Linked DNA regions of Rattus norvegicus: region 2 is linked to region 1. Evidence: chromatin contacts called from public Hi-C data. All regions are on one chromosome and are shown on one strand. The core of a region is the stretch at or near the end of the contact, and the rest is flanking DNA. Distances in the headings are between cores, read along the strand shown. Region 1 overlaps Slc4a4 (solute carrier family 4 member 4). Region 2 has its middle 26 kb from the start of Dck.

Region 1 (6,826 bases), core at 1,429-3,928:
CTACCTATGAGGTCAGAGTCCAGGGTCAGTCCATGTATAGTCTTTAGGTAGTGGCTTAGTCCCTGGAAGCTCTGGTTGCTTGGCATTGTTGTACATATGGGGTCTCGAGCCCCTTCAAGCTCTTCCAGTTCTTTCTCTGATTCCTTCAATAGGGGACCTATTCTCAGTTCAGTGGTTTGCTGCTGGCATTCGCCTCTGTATTTGCTGTATTCTGGCTGTGTCTCTCAGGAGAGATCTACATCCGGCTCTTGTCGGCCTGCACTTCTTTGCTTCATCTATCTTGTCTAATTGGATGGCTGTATATATGTGGGCCACATGTGGGGCAGGCTCTGAATGGGTGTTCCTTCTGTCTCTGTTTTAATCTTTGCCTCTCTATTCCCTGCCACGGGTATTCTTATTCCCCTTTTAAAGAAGGAGTGAAGCATTTGCATTTTGTTCATCCTTCCTGAGTTTCATGTGTTCTAGCCATCTAGGGTAATTCAAGCATTTGGGCTAATATCCACTTATCAATGAGTGCATACCATGTGTGTTTTTCTGTGATTGGGTTACCTCATTTAGGATGATATTTTCCAGTTCCAACCATTTGCCTTCGAATTTCATAAAGTCATTGTTTTTGATAGCTGAGTAATATTCCAATTTTCTTAAGCTTACATTGCTTAGCTAATCGAGCACTGTCTTGGGCTATTCAGGCTGCACTGACAGAATACCATAAACGAAATCTCTTACACACAGTAGAAACTTGCTTCTCCTTGTTCTGGAGTATGTAAAGTCCAAGACTGGGCTCAGCACATTGACTCACAGACAGTTGTGGGGACAATGTGCTCTTGATGGTACTTCCTAGTTGCAAAAGGTCTTGCCAAGGGTACTAGAATTACAACATAGAAAGCTGGGTATGCTGACTTTACCTATAATCCTAGCACATGGAGGACTGAGGCAGGAGGATTGCCATAAGTTCAAGGCTAGGCTGGACTACAGAGTAAGAATATCTCAAAAACTCAACCTGACAACTACCCCAAACCCAAACCCCTAAAAGTTTAACAAAATATTATTTTTTAGTGTGTGTGTGTGTGTGTGTGTGTGTGTGTGTGTGACTGAAATGATGAGTTCTCATTCAAGCTATACAGATGGACAGCAACTGATAAACCGAAACTCATTTAAGAAAGATAAAGGACTTGCCCCTGGGATGGCTGTCAGGTTGGGGCAGTCACTGGTTGGCCATTCGTTTAGTCTCTGCTCCATCTTTGTCCCTGAATTTCTTGTAGAAAGGAGAAATTTTTGGCTGTAAGCTTTGTTTTTTTGTTTTATTTTTATTCTTTATTTTTTGGGGGGTTGTAAATTTTGTAGGTAGGGTTTTGCCTTTATCTCTCCACTGGGGGTCCTGTCTGGCTACAGGAGTAGACACTTCAGGTTGTATAACCCCACTTCTAGGAGTCTCAGCTAAAGTCTTCCCTATAGACTCCTGGGAGCCCTCCCCATCCCAGGTCTCTGGCACATCCTGAGGGCAGGAGAAGAAAGGTACGGGAAATGAATGAAGCTGTCTGAAACATTACACGTTACAGCTTCTAGATGACCCTTGTCATTTATCTTTGGCTTACATTCTGTTTTCAAAGATTCTCAGCTATTGAGAATACTCTTAGAAATCCAGAACAGGTATCCACTCTATTTTCCATAGACGGTCTATTTCTGGGTAGCCCTGAGATCCGAAACCATTTACCATGGACTCTTTCATCTTCTGGAGTCTGATCTGGAGCTATGGAGTAAGACAGATATAATTAAACTGTTCACAGAATAACTTAAAGATCCCGTGAGAAAGCAGGAGAAGGTGCTGCCCAAAGTTAACAGCATCACAGTAATCATCTAATTGATTATGAAGTAATCTGCTTTCCTTGTTTATTATTGGCTTGCTGATAGCCACGAAATATTGTAAGTGTGTGCTATAAAAATTGTCATTGACTTCTAGCTCCTTCTGTTTCTCTGGAAATTATTCCAACCAAAGATGAAGAAAATGTTAAGTCTAACAACACATATAGACAGGGGGGCATGATAGAAGTTTCTCATTTTGTTCAGGAATGTTTCAATTACTTCTGTGGAAATAAACCAGGTTCACTGTTGAAGTTTTAGAGTCTCTACAGTGATATTGCTGACCTTTAAACGTCTTTGTTATTTAAGGCATTGTTAGTATTATAATTTTGAGGATTACATACCTGAGTATTGTATCTACACCAACTTGCCTCTCCTTCCCCTCTTTGAGGCCCCCTTACTTCATGACTTTTTTTGTCTACATTATTCCACTTAGCTTTGCTCATATGTACACTCGGTTAGAGCTGTGGCTTTCAAACTCTAGAGGTAAAAAGATCCACATTTAAAAGTCAAGACCTCTTGCTGGTTTTGCTGGGTAGAACACAGGGTAACGGGGCCTCTAGTCATTGAGAGGTTGGACATAGACGTTACCATTGACAGGGAGGAGCTGCCTGGCTTCGAGGGGCCTCCTGGGAGGAGTGTGGAGGCATACGGGAAAATGCTTTTGAGTCAATGAGCATTGGGTGTGATAAAAATCCTAAGCTTTTCTTTGACACGATGGCTGATCTCTTGATCTGTTTTCACTTGTGGTCTGTGCAGGGAGCGTCTTTCCCCTCCCTGGGGGTTGATAAGAGTTCTATAAATAATACAGTATGTAGCGCTTCCTCTGGTTTCCTCCGATGCCTGCCCTTTGTTCTTATCTGCAGTGAGTTAGGTGAGCGTTTAGCTTGTTCTAGGAAAATGTTTTTCAATCATTAAACCCTTGGGTGAGAAATGTAGGAAAACAAAATTTAACCCCGTCATTCCCTTTCCAGCATCCTTCAGAGGCTTGATGGGCAAGGCAGGTGAATGCTGGTGGCGCGGTAGGGACGCGTCCTGTTTCTTTGAGGTGCTTAGCAGAGTCTGTGTGCAGTGACACACGAATTATGAGGCTTCCAAATGTGTTTTTTTTTCTTCCTCCAACTTAAAAAAAAAGCTTTGCTTTCTCTGTTTTCAAAATTGTCTACACATCTTGGCAAGCAGAAGTGGGTGAGGGTTGTCTGTCCCAACGCAGAGGTTACTAGAGGACTGTCGTCCATCACGGTGAATCTGTGGTCCACTGAGCTCGCTCATTTTAAACATATGTGGAGCCTGGCTGGAAGGGTGAAGTTTCTATTAGCATCTCAGTGAGAGGCCCATATGCCAGCTGAGGCAGAGGCATCAGACATGGTAAAGCATGGACCTCATTAAGTATCAACAACTGGGTATTTTCCATTTGAGCTAAACATTGCTTTCTTGTTGCTACTTAAACTAACCCACTCTAAAGGTCACAAGAGAATATTGGCAGAGATGTCTGGTTTTATAATTATAGGAACTACCTACTTGGAGAAAATTTTTTAATTTATATTTTTAAAAAATTAACTGACTTATTTATGTTCTAGTTGTTGCCCTTTCAGTCAGTTCCTCATCCCATTCCTTCTTCCCCTTGCCTCTGAGAGGGTGCTCCCACCAGGCCTCCTCTTCCCTGAGGCCTCAAGTCTCTAGAGGATTAAGTGGATCTTCTCCCACTGCCAGGGGCCTCTCACCACCTCTGTATGCTCCTGGTTGGTGGCTCAGTCTCTGGGGGCTCCCTGGGGTCTGAAAAGTTGAGACTGCTGGTCTTCCTATGGGGTCACGGTGTCCCCTTCAGCTTCTTCAATCCTTCCCTTAAATTCAACAATAGGGGTCCCCGACGTTAGTCCAATAGTTGGGTATAAGTATGCCTTCTGTCTCCGTGAGCTGCAGTTGGGCCTCTCAGAGGACAGCCATGCCAGGCTCCAATCTGCAAGCACATCATAGCATCAGTAAGACCGTCAGACCTTGGTGCCTCCCCATGAGATAGATTCTAAGTTGGACCGGTCATTGAACCACCTCTCCTTCAGTCTTTTTTTCCATTTTTGTCTCTGCAGTTCTTTTAGACAGGAACAATTCTGGGTCAGAAATTTTGACTGTGAGTTAGTAACCCTGTCCCTCCACTTGAGGCCCTGTCTATCTATGGTGTGTGTGTGTTGGGGGGGGGTGGTCTCTTTCCAATGTTGGGGATTGTAGTTAAGGTCACCCCCCATTGAATCCTGAGAGTCTCACCTCCCAGGTCTCTGGTATTTTCTAGAGGGTCCCCCCACCTCCCACCCCTTGAGGCTGCATATTTCCATTCATTCTTTTTGCCCTCTGGACTTCTCTCCTGCCTGCCCTCCCCCCACTTCCACCAATCCCTGATCTTGTTCCCCTTTCCTCTCCCCCTCCCCTCTCCTACCCAGGTCCCTCCCTCCCTCTGCCACCCATGATTATTTCCTTCCCCCATCTCATCTAAAAGTCACTTAGGAATTCATTTTTACTGATTTCCTGGTTATACGGGGAGGGTGGTGATGGTGGTAGAGGTCACTTGGACTCCGTTGGTCCATTTTGTTTTTTCTTTTTTGAGAGAAAGTGATCTGGTGATTGGATTCCTGGCAGTGACAGAGTCGATGAGTCAGTAAGCTATCGAGGCAGAGAGAGGAGACATTATGGAAGTGCTGGTCAGGGATGTGGGCAGGGGTCAGAGCCGCCTTCAGGGAAGGTTGCAGTTCTTTAATTGTTTCTCCCTGATTTCATCTTCCTAGGTGGATTAAGTTTGAAGAGAAAGTGGAACAGGGTGGGGAGCGATGGAGCAAACCCCATGTGGCCACCTTGTCCCTGCACAGCTTGTTTGAGCTGAGGACATGTATGGAGAAAGGATCCATCATGCTTGACCGGGAGGCCTCCTCTCTCCCACAGCTGGTGGGTGAGTATGCCACTTCAGGCCCCTCCTGTCGTTCAGGAATGCCCCTCAATGCAGAAGCCCGCTAGGGTAAGCAGGGTTGAGCATTCTCTAAAACACCGGTTCTTAGAGTCTTGTGCCATGAAATGAGCGACTTACAAACGATTTGACAGATATCAAGAAAAGTAGCATTAAGAAATAAGACCCGTCTTTGGTTTGGTCATTTCTATTATTTTGGAATACTTAGATTGATTTTTTTCCAAGTTTGTTTATCAATCTTCGAAATTTTGTGCTTTTTTTTTTAAAAAAAAATCCTTTATATTTTGTAACGTCGAAGATTGCATTTAATATGCAATCCACATATTAGTTTCTCTACTTGTTAGTGTGTACGGTGATCGTTTTTGGTATAGACTTGTGTGTATGTGGGATCGTTCGTGTGTATGTGTGTGTGTGTGTGTGTGTGTGTATGTGTGTGTGTGTGTGTGTGTGTGAATGGGTTGATGTGTGTGCTTCTGTGCATGCATGTATGTTTCTGTGGATGCCAGAGTAAACCATGGTTTTATTTCTCGGGAACCCATCTCTTCCTTTCTGAGACAATATCTCTCCCCGACAGGAGCTCACTCAGTAGACTCGGTATGGTGGCCACCATGCCTGTTTTTTTTTTTAATTAACATAAATTCTAGGCGTTGGACTCAGGTCCTCAAGCTTGCATGGTGGTCATTTGCATATCGAGCCATTACCTCACCCCAGATTAATATTCTGGCTAAAGAGCCTTCTCACCCTCCTATATCAACTGGCTCTCTGGACGTTAGGGTTTGAGAACTCTTTGACCTTAGATGTTTCACTGGGCTTTTCTGCTCCTCAGTTACACTTTGTTCAAAACAGAGCTTCACATCTTGCAGGAGGATGAAAATATTCCACTTCCCTGGGCTGCTGTGAGGGGAGGTGCATGTCAAGCCATTTAGCTGTGTGTGGAAAATGCTGTGGGGTAGGATGCCAGCATTAGGGCCCCATCGGCTAGTGACTGAGTGACTGAGTCAGGTTACATTGGTGTAGAGGATCTTGCCTATCACCAGAGCTTATGGAATTTCTCTGCATGAAATGTCACCATTTATTCCTTCCATTGAGTATGTGTGTTTTCTCTATGATACTAAAAAAAAATCTCTGGAAGTAGTTTGTATCCTGTGACACCAAGTGGTACCAGCAAAGAAATGCTGGGATCCCAGGGGGCAGCTTTAACTCAAGGCTTCTTCTGTCAGTATAGATGATCATGGTCAGAACACAGTCATGGAGTCTTGGTTCCTCTTCTGTGGAAGCACTATTAAGGGCACATGTCTGGGTTTCCTTTCCTGATGCCGTGATTAATACCTTGATTAAAGGTGCTTAGTGGAGAGGTATATTTTAGGTCATGATTCCCGATTATAGTCTATCACAGCTGGAAAGTCAGTGAGGCAGGAGTCTGAGAGAATGGGTCACGATACAGCCATCTTCAGCGACAGAGGTCCAGGGGTGCATGGATGCTTGAGCTCAGCTTGACTTCTTTTTATCTAGTCCAGGACCCAATCCTCAGAATGGCACTGTGTGCTTTTAGGCTGGGACTTCTCACATCAACGAACATAATAGAGACCATCACCCACAGACTTATCAATTCACAGGCCAAATTAATCGCTATGGGTCCTGCTGGAGATGCCCATTCTAGATGATTCTTGATCGTGTCATGTTGTCAATTGGAACTGTCATGGTGTACCTTTCGAAGGAGAATTAAATAAGATCATCTTCAGACTAGCTGGGTTCGTATTTTTACCCTAGTGTCATTAGCTGTCTAGATTTCCCTACATGTCACCTACCACACAACTACGTGAAGTCTGGTTTGAGTCTGGCATGTAGATGGTTGGGATTTCATGAGCAGAAGGAAAAATTCCAAAGACTATTGACTGAAGAGATGGATGTAGTGGAATATCCATTGATTCTTTTTATTGATTGATTGATTGATGATTGATTGGCTTTTGCCGGTCTCAGAGCTGATCACCAGGGTGATGAAAGTTTTAGACC
Region 2 (6,826 bases), core at 3,066-5,565, 270 kb before region 1:
GAAACCAGTAAGTACGTCACTGTTAACTGAAACCAAGTAAGAACACGAAGAGGCGGGACAAGGAATGCATTGTTGTTGACTGGTTTTCTTGGCAGATATAAGTAGTCATAGAGGGACTGCAGTGTGAATATAAGAACAGACACAGGGCTAATAGGAATAGAGAAGGCCTAGAAAAGTCCACAGATTGACTTTCACATGATCAAGAACCTTTGAAGCTAGCCTCTTTGATAAAGGATGCTTGAAAACCTGGCAAGTTACATGTAGAGTGCTTAGGTTCCCATCTCTCGCCCAGAACAAAGCACTCAAAGTCAGTAAAAACTCTTAATGAGACTGAAACTTCTCGATGAAAACAGGCAAAACGTTTCAAGGTTTGGATACAGACTGTAAATTGCTTTTGAGACAGTGTCTGCTATGTAGACCAGGCTGGTCTCAAACCCAGTCTTCTTGCTTCAGCAACATTTGCTTCTCAACAAATGCTTCTCAACATTTGGTAAAATGTTGAGACGGATTCCTGGGGGCATGTGCCATTGTGCATAGAGGGGCTATGATCTAAACAGGACAGTGCCCCAGAACGTAATGGCAAAGTTGACAAGCACGATGAAATCAAATGGGAAGTGACAGTAATAGAACATGCAGGCTTAAAACTAAATACCAAAAGAACAAATAATCATTAATGGGCAACTCCATTGAGCACAGTTCTCAAGATATGTCAATGGGGGCTGGAAAGACGACTCAGCAGCTAACAACGCTTGCTGTTGGACTTGGGTTTGATTCCTAGGACCCACATGATAGCTCATGGCTGGCTGTACTTCCAATTTCACACACACACACAGGCAAAATACCCATACACATAATAAAAGATGTCTTTTAAGTGCGAATGAGTGGGTGGGCAATGAATACAAATGTTCAATATCCTTAACATAAAGAAAAGAGAAATTAAAACGACTCTGAGATTCCATTTCACCCCCCGTCAGAAGGCTGTAATAGAGACAACAAAGGTGGATCAGATTAGTGTAGGGTGAAGAGAACTTCCTGCTAGTAAGAATGGTCAGCTACTACAAAAATCAGTGTGGGAGTCCTCAGGGATAGAACTAGCATCTGATCTAGCTATTCCACTTCTGACTGTGTACCCCACAGTCTTAAGTCAGACACAATAGTGATACTGGGACATGCACCTACCCTGCCCATCATGGATGGGTAAATGTTATACACATGTACAATGGAGTTGTAGCCTCAAGGAAGACTCAATCTTGCTCAGTTTTTCTTGCCGGAAAATGGGTGGGACTTGAGATCCTCATGGTAAGCAAAGTATGCTAGGCTTAGGTAACACACGTTTTCCCTCCTGTGCAGATGGTGGGTGAGCAACAACTGAAGATGTTAAATTGGGCTCCTGGGTGGGGAGTGCTGGAGCGAAGTTTCTTGGAATATGCGTGATTGGAATATGGTGATTGAGGGCGACATAATGAAACCATCGTTTCGTACAAACACCAGCAAAAGCAAGGAACAGCCCCTGTCATGTCCTATTACATTCGAGTTTGGCCCACACCGGCAGTTGTTATGTTAGCGTTAATATATTGAACATTACAAAAGTAGCAAGTATGTGCACGGGTTTCCAAGACAACAGTGTAGCCTACACATTTTGGCCTTGCCTTTTACTGTCTTACCTTGGACAAATACGGATTTCAGTGCCTTTATCTAAAATAAGGCCATTCAGGGATGAAGATATAGTACTTGCCTCACATGTGCAAGTCACTGTTTACTCCTCAGCACCACAATAAATAACAGCCCATAAGCCATGCAGTTTAAACATGTAGTATGTGTCAGTTATTAAAAGGTGCTCAGGGGCTGGAGAGATGGCTCAGCGGTTGAGAACGCTGACTGTTCTTCCAGAGGTCCTGAGTTCAATTCCCAACCTCACAGTGGCTCACAACCATCTGTAATGGGATCCGATGCCCTCTTCTGGTGTGTCTGAAGACAGCTACCGTGTACTCACATATATGAAATAAATCTTAAAAAAAAGAAAAAAGGTGCTCAGAGACATAGTGGCACAAGGCTGTCATCCTGTGCCCTTGGGAGGCAGAAGGAAGTTGGTTGCTAAAAGTTTGAGGCTAATGATCTAGATAGTTCCAGACACAACTAGGGTTGTGTAGTGAGACCCTGTCAGAAAAGGAGCAGGACAGACCTGTGCAATAAGCATCATTATCAGCGTCTTTCTTTCCTCGTACTTAACGTACTGACTGTTGGAAGTATCTGGAAGATGAGCGAGTCTGTGCAATAGTGAAAAGGAATGAACGGAATGTAATCCAGTCACTTGGAATGAACCGCGGGGACCGTGAGTTCAAAGTCAGCCTGAGCTGTACTGTGAGACCCTGCCTCAGAACAGAGGACTGAGTAAAGTGGAGCTGCAGCAAGATCCCTCCTGTGCTTCTAAGTGGATGCAGTATAATCCTGCTCCCCACTCCCTCCGTCCGTCCTGAGTGTGCGGAGAATCCGTGAGGAAAGGCTCGATAAGTTACTGTCTGTGCTGACATCTGGAAAGCAGGATTGTTATGGGGGATGAGATATTTGGGGAAAAAAGTCATTAGTATGAAAATTTAATAATTCATTTGTTATTTGATTTCTTTATTCACAAGCATGTATCAAGTTTCTCCTGCATGCCAGGGGCTGATAAAGGAAAGAGCTATATTAGCCATTACTCTTCCTTTGGAGGGATTTTAAAGTTATTAAGGGATATTAGTTCATAATTTTCTCTTACTATTTGAACAGTGTTGAATAGAAATCTTTGTATCTTAACATTGTAAAAATTATAGTTCTTCCTTTGTGAATGTAAACATTTTTGCTAAAAAAATAAAGTGTCAGTGTATTGTTTACAGTCGTAAAAATTAGAGAAAACTCATTTTCAGCTTCATAGGCTAACATTAAGAAGCCTTTCTTATTTGGGGTTGTAGCTGGGTTAAATAGGCTATGAGCTTTGCTCCTCCCCAACAGTGTGTGTGTGTGTGTGTGTGTGTGTGTGTGTGTGTGTGTGCATGCGCGCGCACGCAAGTATGCAAGTGTATGCTTGTGTGTGAGTGGAGGCCAGAGGACAACTTTGGGTGTCACCCTCAGGAAAGCCACCCACTAATTAGGTGATGCCCTCTTCTGGTGTGTCTGAAGACAGAGACAGTGAACTCACATACGTAAAATAAATAAATCGTTAAACAACAAAAAGAGAGATGTAAATTTATATGCCAAGTGTTGGAATAGCACCTAATTTTATAAAAACAAACCATTGCTAGAAATAAAAAAGGATATTTAGGCTGCTGTGTAACAGCGAGAGACTTTTCTTTGAAGCATTTCATTAATTTATTTATTTATTCACTTTACATCTGGATATCAGCCTCTTAGTTCCTCCCTCACACAGCTCCTCCCCCCTCATTCCTCCCTTCCCTTCTCCTCCGAGAAGTGGGGTGCTCCCCTGGGTATTGCCCCACCCTGGCACATCACTGCAGGACTAGGCGCATCTTCTCAGAGTGACTTTTAATACCAAGAACCACTGGATAACTGGAGGAAACATCCCAAATTCATGTGAGACCACAGCGGACTTCAAATATCCAAGGAAACTTAAGCAAAGCCACATTGGAAGCAAAATAAGACAAGGAAAACACTTCAGGATATCGGCACAGGTGGATTTTTCTGGATAAGACCTCAGAAGTAGAGAAAACCAAGAGCTGACACTCAGAATTACATCAAAGGTTCTGCCCAGAAAGCAGATGTGTTACTGGCGGCACTCTTGAGGTTTCAAAAGACTGGGGGGCCATTGCTCTCTGCCTCCTGCTTGCCATTTGAAATGTGAGCCCTCGGACATTCCTGATACCATGCCTTCTCCTTAGCATTATGGATTCTGGCCCTCTGGAACCGTAGCCTAAATTAACGTTTTCTTTTACTAAAAACTTTATTTTAAAAAGCGTGTACGCATACATGTTTGCTTGTAGTTTATGTATAAGCATGCAGTTGCCTGAGGTGGCCAGAAGAGGGCATCAGATTACCAGAGCTGGAGTTACGGATGCTTTTGACCCTCCTGCTTACCAGTGTTGAGAGCTAAATGTTCTTAACCGTTGAGCTGTTTTCCCAGCCCCTCCAAAGACAGTTATTTAAGGGGAGAAAGCACTATCTTGGATGTGGGCAGCCCCATCTGGTTTGCTAGAGTCCTGACTGGAATAAAAAGAAGGAAGCCTACGAATGAAGAATCAATCGTCTCACCTTCTGGCTTCCACGACGAAGGTTCTTGCGTCTACCATACCCTCACTCCCAGCCAATGGGCTGAACATGCAAGCCAAAGAAAACTCCCGAGTCGTTTTGCTCACCAAGTATCTCATGCTGACCAAAGTCTGTCTAACACAGGTCGGGGCTCAGGGTAGCCCACACTGGCCTGGAATTGGCTGCATTGACTTTCTGGGTGCTGCTAGGATTGTAGTTATGCACTGTTTATCTGTTTGTTTTTTAGATTTATTTATTTATTTATTTATTTATTTATTTATTTATTTATTTATTTATTTATTTATTTATTTATTTATAGTACACTGTAGTTGTCTTCAGACACACCAGAAGAGAGCATCAGATCTTATTACAGGTGGTTGTGAGCCACCATGTGGTTTCTGGGATTTGAACTCAGGACCTTCGGGAGAGCAGCCAGTGCTCTTAACCACTGAGCCATCTGTTTTTTTTTTTTTTTTTTTTTTTTTTTTTTTTTTTTTTTTTTTTTTTTTTTTGGTTCTTTTTTTCGGAGCTGGGGACCGAACCCAGGGCCTTGCGCTTCCTAGGTAAGGGCTCTACCACTGGGCTAAATCCCCAGCCCCGAGCCATCTGTTTTTTAAAGCAAGGGTTTTTGTGTTCCCTTTTAGAAGATAGAATATATATCTATGATTACTGTAATGAATCCACTATTTCCTGGAGTGATCAAAGGAACAACACAGAGGACAGGCACCTGGGTAAACCTTCATGCAGTAGGGACTAAAAGGAGCATGAACCTTTTGATAATGTGTCTCCTTCCCCTTGATATCTTGTGGTTTTTATTTTATTGTTCTAGTTAGCCTCAGTGTGAACTTGACACAGACAGTGTAGTCCGAGGAGGTTTTGGTTAGCTTTGCCAGGATTCCATTGACCTATAGAGATCTCTGTGGGGGCATTTTCTTGATTGCCAATTGATGTCGGAAGGTCCAGGCCACTGTGGGTGGGGCTACCGCTGGGTAGGAAGCCAGCTGAACCGGTGTGCACAAGCCCAGAAGCATCATGAACAATTCCTGCTTCAGTGGCGTATTGTAACCGGAAAGTGTAAGCCAAGGGCTTAAGTTGCATTTGGTCACGGTGTTTATTTCAGCAACAGAAAGCGAACTAGAAAAGCCAAACAAAGTAAGCGTGACGAGGAAGAGAAGGGAGACATTCCTGAATAATAGTTAGCAAAGAGAGCTAAACAATCGAGAAATTATAAACAGAACAGTAGCATCTACCATAAACCCAGCCACAGCCTTACACACCACTGTTACATGCCTCAAGTGTGCACAGAGTGTATGCACAGAGGATGTTAGGATGTTTTTTGGCTTCAGCAGTCTTGTTTGGATTCAGAAACCAACATCTCGATTCCCATATTGGAAAGATAATATGATTTTTTTTTGTTGAAATTTAGTTATCGGCAACATTTATTGGCATTTATACTCTAGGTTAAGTGAAAGATACCTCTGTCTAACTTAAGTTTAAAGTTTAAACTTGAAAGTTTAGTAGGTTAGAATTTGAGTATATTAGTATTTTCCTATTGATTTATAATTTCAGATTTAAAAATAAATTATCATTCACTCCCTTCTTGACAATGACAATAAAAGCAAACACTCCTTTTTTTAAAGTAGAATATGGGCTGGGAGACAGACTCAGCTGGTAAAGTTCCTGCTGTGGGAACCTGAGACCCTGCCGGGTAGTGAGTGTCTTTAACACTAGCACTTGGAGGTAGGAAGAGAGAGGAGTTTCTCCACAGCCTGCTAGCCAGCCAGTGTATCCAATTAGTGAGCTCTAAACGCAACGAGAGATCCAATTGGTCTCAAAAACAAACAACTCTGTGTGTGCATATAAGCACAAACCATACACACACATACACACAAAGTAAAAAACAAATAGAATATGGCCTTTAAAATACTTTAACGATTGAAAAAATATTGAAATAAGAAAATAACTCCACACAGAATGGGGAGATAACACTATTGCGGTGAACCATTGCTCCCCAGCTTTATGTTTTACGTCTGCTAGGACACATTGTTCTATTCTTACCAATTTAAGACGATTTTATAGATTCAGTTTCATGCGCCGCTGCTGGCTTCTTTTTTATTTAATTATTTATTTTGAGAAGGGGTGTCACTCTGTAGCCCAGCTTGCCAACTTAAGGTTCTTTTATAGATTCAGTTTCATGGAGAACTGCTTGCTTGTGTTTATTTACTCGTTCATTATTAATTGTTTTGAGAAGGGATGTCACTGGGCTGGAGAGATGGCTCAGTGGTTAAGAGCACTGGCTGCTCTTCCAGAGGTCCTGAGTTCAAATCCCAGCAACCACATGGTGGCTCACAACCATCCGTAATGGGATCTGATGCTCTTTTCTGGTGTGTCTGAAGACAGCTACAGTGTGCTTATATATAATGAATAAATAAATCTTTGAGAGAGAGAGAGAGAGACAGAGAGAGAGAGAGGGAGAGGATATCATTATGTAGCTCAGGTTGGAGTCAAACTCACAACTCTTCAGATTATCCCTAGGGATTCAGTGTGTGCTCTAGAACATAATATTTTTCTCAGAGTCCATTTCATC

Evidence for each region. A called contact is a pair of places that touch in the nucleus more often than the background predicts.
Region 2: a Hi-C map of liver shows a contact between it and region 1, with 2.5 times the contacts expected there. The contact joins two enhancer-like sites. A contact is called at or near these places in 2 of 12 Hi-C or Micro-C datasets (kidney and liver).

The regions. Positions count from the first base shown.
Region 1 is chr14:19,308,508-19,315,333 of GRCr8, reverse strand. Slc4a4 (solute carrier family 4 member 4) reads left to right here. Exons shown (of 26, transcript NM_053424.1): 5 at 4,638-4,798. Among named protein-coding and RNA genes, the nearest start is that of Slc4a4, 160 kb to the left of the region's middle. Within about 2 kb of position 2,678, at least 6 of the 93 cell types and tissues checked have an H3K27ac peak or open chromatin away from gene starts, as enhancers often do. A contact at or near this core is called in liver, where this site is marked.
Region 2 is chr14:19,580,475-19,587,300 of GRCr8, reverse strand. No RefSeq gene overlaps it. Among named protein-coding and RNA genes, the nearest start is that of Dck, 26 kb to the left of the region's middle. Within about 2 kb of position 4,315, at least 1 of the 93 cell types and tissues checked has an H3K27ac peak or open chromatin away from gene starts, as enhancers often do. A contact at or near this core is called in liver, where this site is marked.